Linked DNA regions of Mus musculus: region 2 is linked to region 1. A link is a contact called in public Hi-C data. All regions are on one chromosome and are shown on one strand. The core of a region is the stretch at or near the end of the contact, and the rest is flanking DNA. Distances in the headings are between cores, read along the strand shown. Region 1 holds the start of Fam189b (family with sequence similarity 189, member B). Region 2 overlaps She (src homology 2 domain-containing transforming protein E).

Region 1 (2,718 bases), core at 165-2,664:
AGCTAGGAGCGGATGCTTCAGAAATGACTGAAAAGTATGAAGAGAATAGATGTAGTGGGATTGGTTCATGGGATGCCGCCATATTGGCCGAGGCCCTGACCGTTGATGGGCCTGGAGCATGTTCTTAGACCTAGGGGACTCCGGGTGAGCAGAGCCCCGGCAGAGTGGTCGGTCCTCACCCGTGCATCTTCCCACAGCGGCTGGGTGACTGCTCTGGTGGTGGTGGGATCCAAACCTGCCGTGGCGGTGCTCATGCTGCTCGTCGCCCTGCTCTTCACCGGCATCGCAGTGCTGGGAATCGTGATGCTGAAGCGGGTGAGGGCCGGTCGGGAGAAGGTGGGGCTGGGGAGTGAGATCATTGGGTCCCTAGGGGCTGCTGAGTGGAACATTAAGGAAATGGGGCAGGGCGGGTGGGTTATCAACTAATGGACTTTCTTGGGTGGGTGAGTTTGTGTGTTTGGAGGGAGTGCCAACGCAGAAGGAACGGTACAAAGCAGGAGACTAGTGAGTGGTGCCATCCTCCTGGGATGGGAGGGGCCTGCCTCCCTTATAATCTCTTCCCTCTTGCAGATCCACTCCCTGTACCGCCAAACGGGTGCCAGCTTTCAGAAGGCCCAGCAAGAATTTGCTGCTGGTGTCTTCTCCAACCCTGCGGTTCGAACTGCTGCTGCCAATGCAGCTGCCGGAGCTGCTGAAAATGCCTTCAGGGCCCCTTGACCCCTGCTGCACCCGCTGGGATGCCCTGGGCCTGTCACCTGTGGGAACCAAGATAGTCCCTATCCCTGAAGTCTCTGGGATTCAGGGAGCCATCACCACTTGGTGACTTCTATGGGGCTCTTCATTCCACAGCCATGACTTTAATCCTGACTTGAGGTGTGGAGAGCCCGCTGTGACTCAGTCATTATTTGCCTTTTATCTCCCATCTGGCCACACTGCTGCCGCCACCTCTCACACAACCCCAACCCCAGTTTCCTTCTGCTGTGCCAAGGATGTCTTCTTCCGTTATTTAAATTAAAGAAAAAAAAGTGTAACTGGAACTCACCCATTTCCTGTATCTTTACTGGAGATTGGGCCATTGTATGGAGTGGGGAACTGGGGTGGAAACACTCTGCAAGGAGAGGGTTGCACTTGGCAAAGTGGGCAGGCTGATAGGCGGGAGATGGGGGAGCCCCAGCTCGGTTTACCATGCCTCTGTTAATGATGAATGAGCAGTCAGTCCCTTTTGGTGTGAACACCTCATCCCGGGAACCTGTGGGGCAGAAAATGGACCCAGAAATGATCCTTAACTGCTCAGGCTTCAGGGCGAGGCTAGGGATGGAGGAGGGCCTCTCCCTATCTCCTCCCTTCCCCAGGGTTGCTTTCAGACTACAGCTCCCGGGATGCATTGCACCACCCACCACACCCCTCCTCCGCACCACGCACCATCCACCATCCCCCACCTCCACAGGCTGACCTGCTGCAGCTGGAGGAGCTAAGGAAGCCGAGCATGGTGGGGAGGGGAGCGGGTCTGCGACTCTGGAGACAGTTTCCACGGCCTCTCCCCACCAGGCGGCCCTGAATGGCCAAACGCACCTCTAGTTCCTGCATGCAGACCTTCCCCCTCTCTGTAGACTTGTTTGCATCCCTCTCGCTTTTGCCCTCCCCACCCTTGCCTGGGTTCCGGAACGCTACTCTTCAGTCTGGGATCAGCCCTTCTCGGCACCCCTCTTCATTAAGGAAATGCAATGAACCGGTGCCCTCGCGTCCTCATCGCCTCCCCGGGCACGGTACCCGTTTGGTGGTGGGGAGGGAGCCCCTCACTGTCCCTTCGTGACGCCCCTCCTTTGGGCCTCCTTCCAGCTGGCGTCCCTGGGCGATGCCCCAGAGGACCTAGCCAGGAGGTGGGCTTTACAGCGAGGGCTGTGGAAAGGATAAAGAACCAGGGCTTGGGTGCTTCTGAGATGCTCACAAGTATCAAGGGGGACCGAGCGAGGTGCGAGCAACTGGGCGGCAGGCATGATGCCCTCGCCCAGTGACTCCAGTCGCTCGCTGACCAGCCGGCCCAGTACCCGGGGCCTTACCCACCTCCGCCTCCACCGACCCTGGCTCCAGGCCCTGCTCACGTTGGGGCTGGCCCAGGTGCTCTTGGGCATCCTGGTGATAACCTTCAGCATGGTGGCCTCCTCTGTCACCACCACCGAGAGCATCAAGAGGTCCTGCCCATCTTGGGCTGGGTTCTCGGTGAGTGGGGTCCAAAGAGTATATAGTACTGGGGTGGGGGAAGCTTCTTAGGCCCCATCCCTCCTCACCTGCAAGCCCACATGGTTGTCTTTCCTTCTTCTCCCAGTCCTCTCCCTCCTTGCAGGGCTGGGTGCATCCTGTGGCAAGGGGCTCACTTAGGTGCTTCCCCTGCCAAGCTGAGCCTGTGCCCACTCTGTCCCTAGCTGGCGTTCTCCGGGTTGGTTGGCATTGTGTCCTGGAAGCGGCCATTCACTCTAGTGGTAGGTGCCAAGGCCCGATGCCCACTAGGAAGCAGGTGCCCAGCAGCGAAGGGGATTTACCCCCCCCCCCCCCGTTATGCCTCCCAGGAGCTTTCCAGTTGGTATAAGGCTAGCAGAAGCTGTCTGAGAAGAGGGTGGCTCATTCTGTGGAAGAGGGATGCTGCTGAAGGTCCCAGCCCTGAGATGCCACCTTCTTTCCCTCAGATCTCTTTCTTCTCCTTGCTTTCGGTGCTCTGTG
Region 2 (2,718 bases), core at 127-2,626, 680 kb after region 1:
CATCTGTAAGAACAGCCTGTATTGTTGGCCGTTTAGAGTCTGCGTCTGTGGTGCTGGAGTTCAGTCACTGGTCTCTGCCACAGGAAGGGGAGCTGGGCAGAGAACCAGTAGGGAAAGCTGGCTCTTCTCAACACAGGTCCTACCTTAATAGTCCTTGTTTGGTGTTTAGATTATTTACCAGTGTTGCCCCTGTTGGATAGGTCTTAATGTTTAATTCAAGAACAACTGTAAGTCATTCTTTGCTTACTAGATGAGTCTGTTAACATTTTCGTTAGGAGCTAATGACTTATTTTTCCTGGCCTCAGTCAAGAAGCCAGTGCATCTAGATTCATGCCCCCTGTACATGCTTCTGAAACTTAGGATTTCATTGCTCCCTTCCTGGGACCAGACAGCCATTGGTCGTCTTTCTGTCTTCTGTAGCCAGCACCCATTTAACCGTAAACTCCCTTGGGATCAATCTTTTGTCTTCTCTTTGCCACCTACATCCCACTAACTTGGCCTTGAAGAAACTTGACCTGTAAGAGCCTTCCCTGTAATTTAGCTTCCCGGCTTCATGGACCCTATGCAATGAAAGATGGTGTTCTACTGCCATCTACTGGGACAAGAAAAAAACTGCAGTTGAGAAACAAGGGTGCATTTAGGGTAGTTTGTCTCAAGGATTTTTGATACAGTCCATAAATCAAAATAAACGATGACACAGCAGTTGCCATCTTGAAATGTGCCCTTTACTGTAGAAAGGGTGTTTTGACTCCTAGTCTTCCCCTGGACCTAGGCTGGGTCATGTTGTTCACAATTTTAATTCTATTTTTGAAGACTGCTCTGTCAACAGATCATTGAGGCAGGAATCATTCTGTTAAGCTCTTAGCTGTTCCAAATGCTGTCAGGAGGATTTTACATTTAAAATATCAACTGATACGTCATTTTAACTTTTTAAAATATTTAAAAGGTTGTAATGCAGGTGCCTTGGCAATTGTTATTATAATGGAATCTTATAAATTGTTGGCTCTCTTCACCGGTCAGCGTAGCTGTGTGCCTTCCGGAAGATGGTTTACCCTGAAGTGTTACTTTCAATAAATGCTTTGCCAGGAAAACAGTCATTTGCTTTGTTCAGTTAGTTGCTGTTTTGGTTGGTTGGTTGGTCGGTCCATCAGTCTGTCCGTCGGTCGTGGGTCTGTCTGCTGGTTTTGTTGTGTTGTGGAGCTGGGTTGCATGTGCCAGGGTTTTGCCACTGAGCTGTACCCCGCTCAGTGAATTGGTCCCATTCATCCTGACAATCGCCTCCCTTCATGAAAAGTACTTCCTGTGCAGACACCTACTGGAGTGTTCTGTGAAACTGCTGATGCCAGAGTGTTCCAACGCAACGAACAGCCAGCAGCTGAGCCTCCCCCTCACTTCTCCCTCTACAGCCCTGCCACTCTGTATCCCTGGAGAATACAGAGCAGTGTGGTTCTCCTCTGTGGCTTAGTCTTCCCCAGCATGTCCTTTGTTCTCCTCCTTTGAGCATCACAATTAGATTCATGTGAATGGGTGTGAGAGAGTGTATGTGTGTGTGTGTATGTGTGTATTAGTGTATATGTGTAGGTGTGTGTGTATGTGTATGTGTCTGTATGTGTCTGTGTGTGTGTGTTTGTGAGTATGAGTGTGTGTTTTTGTATGTATGTGTGTATGTGTGTGTGAGTGTCTGTGTGTGTGTATATGTGTGTATGTGTGTCTATGTGTGAGTGTATGTATGTGTATGTATATATGTGAGTTTGTATATATGTGTATTAATGTGTATATATGTGGGTGAGTGTGTGAATATATGTTTATGTGTGTGTGCCTGTGTGTATATGTATGTGTCTGTGAGTATATGTATGTATGATTGTGTATGTATGTTTCTGTGTGTGTGAATGTATGTATGTGTATGAATTTTACTTATATAACTGTTGTCCTGGAACTTGCTTTTAGACCAGGCTGGCCATGAACTCAGAGTTACCCCCGTCTCTGCCTCTCCACAGTTGGGGTTAAAGTGCCTCCAGCACTCCCGGCTTTTTTTCCAATTTTTAGTGATGTGAAGAGGGGTGGTTGGTATGTGCACCTTTCTGCAGAGACCAGAGGCATCCAGTCCCTTGGAGCAAGGGCTACAAGCAGTAGTTAGCACATGGACGTGTATGTGCCCTTAACTGGTGAGCCTCTCTCCAGCCCTGGTTATTTTTATTTGTGTGGATGTGTGCAGTGTCTGCAGATGAAGGAGAGGGTTCTGGATCCCCAGATGTGGTACTGGGAGTGGAGTTGGTCCTCTTCACCACTGAGCCATCTAGCATCTGGTCTTACTGAGCATAGCTACGATTTGCCACCAGGTGCTGTAAGTACCTATCAGTTTTCTGAATTCGTGTGTAAGGAAAGAGGATGTTTACATGCAGCAATGCTCCTTCTGCCCCATCTGGGGAGTCAGAGTAATGCTTTTTTAGAATTCAGACTGAACATATTTGTAAGAGCCCAGGTTCAGGTCCTGAGTGTTGGATTCCTGCACTGTGAAGGGGCGAAGGTGTAAGGAGCCTCCTTTTTCAAATAAGGATCTCAATGCTCAGCTGATCAATGTGTCCTGGGTTAGTCACATGGGAAGCAACGGGCAGACCAGGTCTGCCTCAAATCCAGGTGTTTGCTTGTCAGTGTTGGTGTTGAGACAGGGTGGTGGTGGTGTTTATTTGGTTTTTGTTTTTTAATGTAGTCCAAGCC

Evidence for each region. Hi-C and Micro-C count contacts between places; a contact is called where the count stands out from the background.
Region 2: a Hi-C map of cortical neurons shows a contact between it and region 1, with 2.9 times the contacts expected there. The contact joins the enhancer-like site here to the promoter of Fam189b in region 1. A contact is called at or near these places in 1 of 39 promoter capture datasets (hippocampal neurons), 2 of 484 Hi-C or Micro-C datasets (both in cortical neurons) and 3 of 115 datasets of contacts at active chromatin or transcription factors (memory CD8 T cells, microglia and neural tube).

Annotation. Positions count from the first base shown.
Region 1 is chr3:89,181,729-89,184,446 of GRCm38.p6, forward strand. Fam189b (family with sequence similarity 189, member B) reads left to right here and starts at 1,415. Exons shown (of 12, transcript NM_001014995.2): 1 at 1,415-2,220; 2 at 2,424-2,480; 3 at 2,685-2,718. The coding sequence starts at 1,996. Gm45927 (predicted gene, 45927) reads left to right here. Exons shown (of 19, transcript NM_001310017.1): 18 at 198-315; 19 at 571-1,042. The coding sequence ends at 717. Scamp3 (secretory carrier membrane protein 3) reads left to right here. Exons shown (of 9, transcript NM_011886.3): 8 at 198-315; 9 at 571-1,042. The coding sequence ends at 717. Gm16069 (a long non-coding RNA gene) reads right to left here and starts at 2,699. Exons shown (of 3, transcript XR_003954659.1): 1 at 2,289-2,699; 2 at 180-1,249.
Region 2 is chr3:89,857,750-89,860,467 of GRCm38.p6, forward strand. She (src homology 2 domain-containing transforming protein E) reads left to right here. Exons shown (of 6, transcript NM_172530.3): 6 at 1-1,097. Among named protein-coding and RNA genes, the nearest start is that of Gm46811, 13 kb to the right of the region's middle. Within about 2 kb of position 1,377, at least 45 of the 459 cell types and tissues checked have an H3K27ac peak or open chromatin away from gene starts, as enhancers often do. A contact at or near this core is called in cortical neurons and hippocampal neurons, where this site is marked.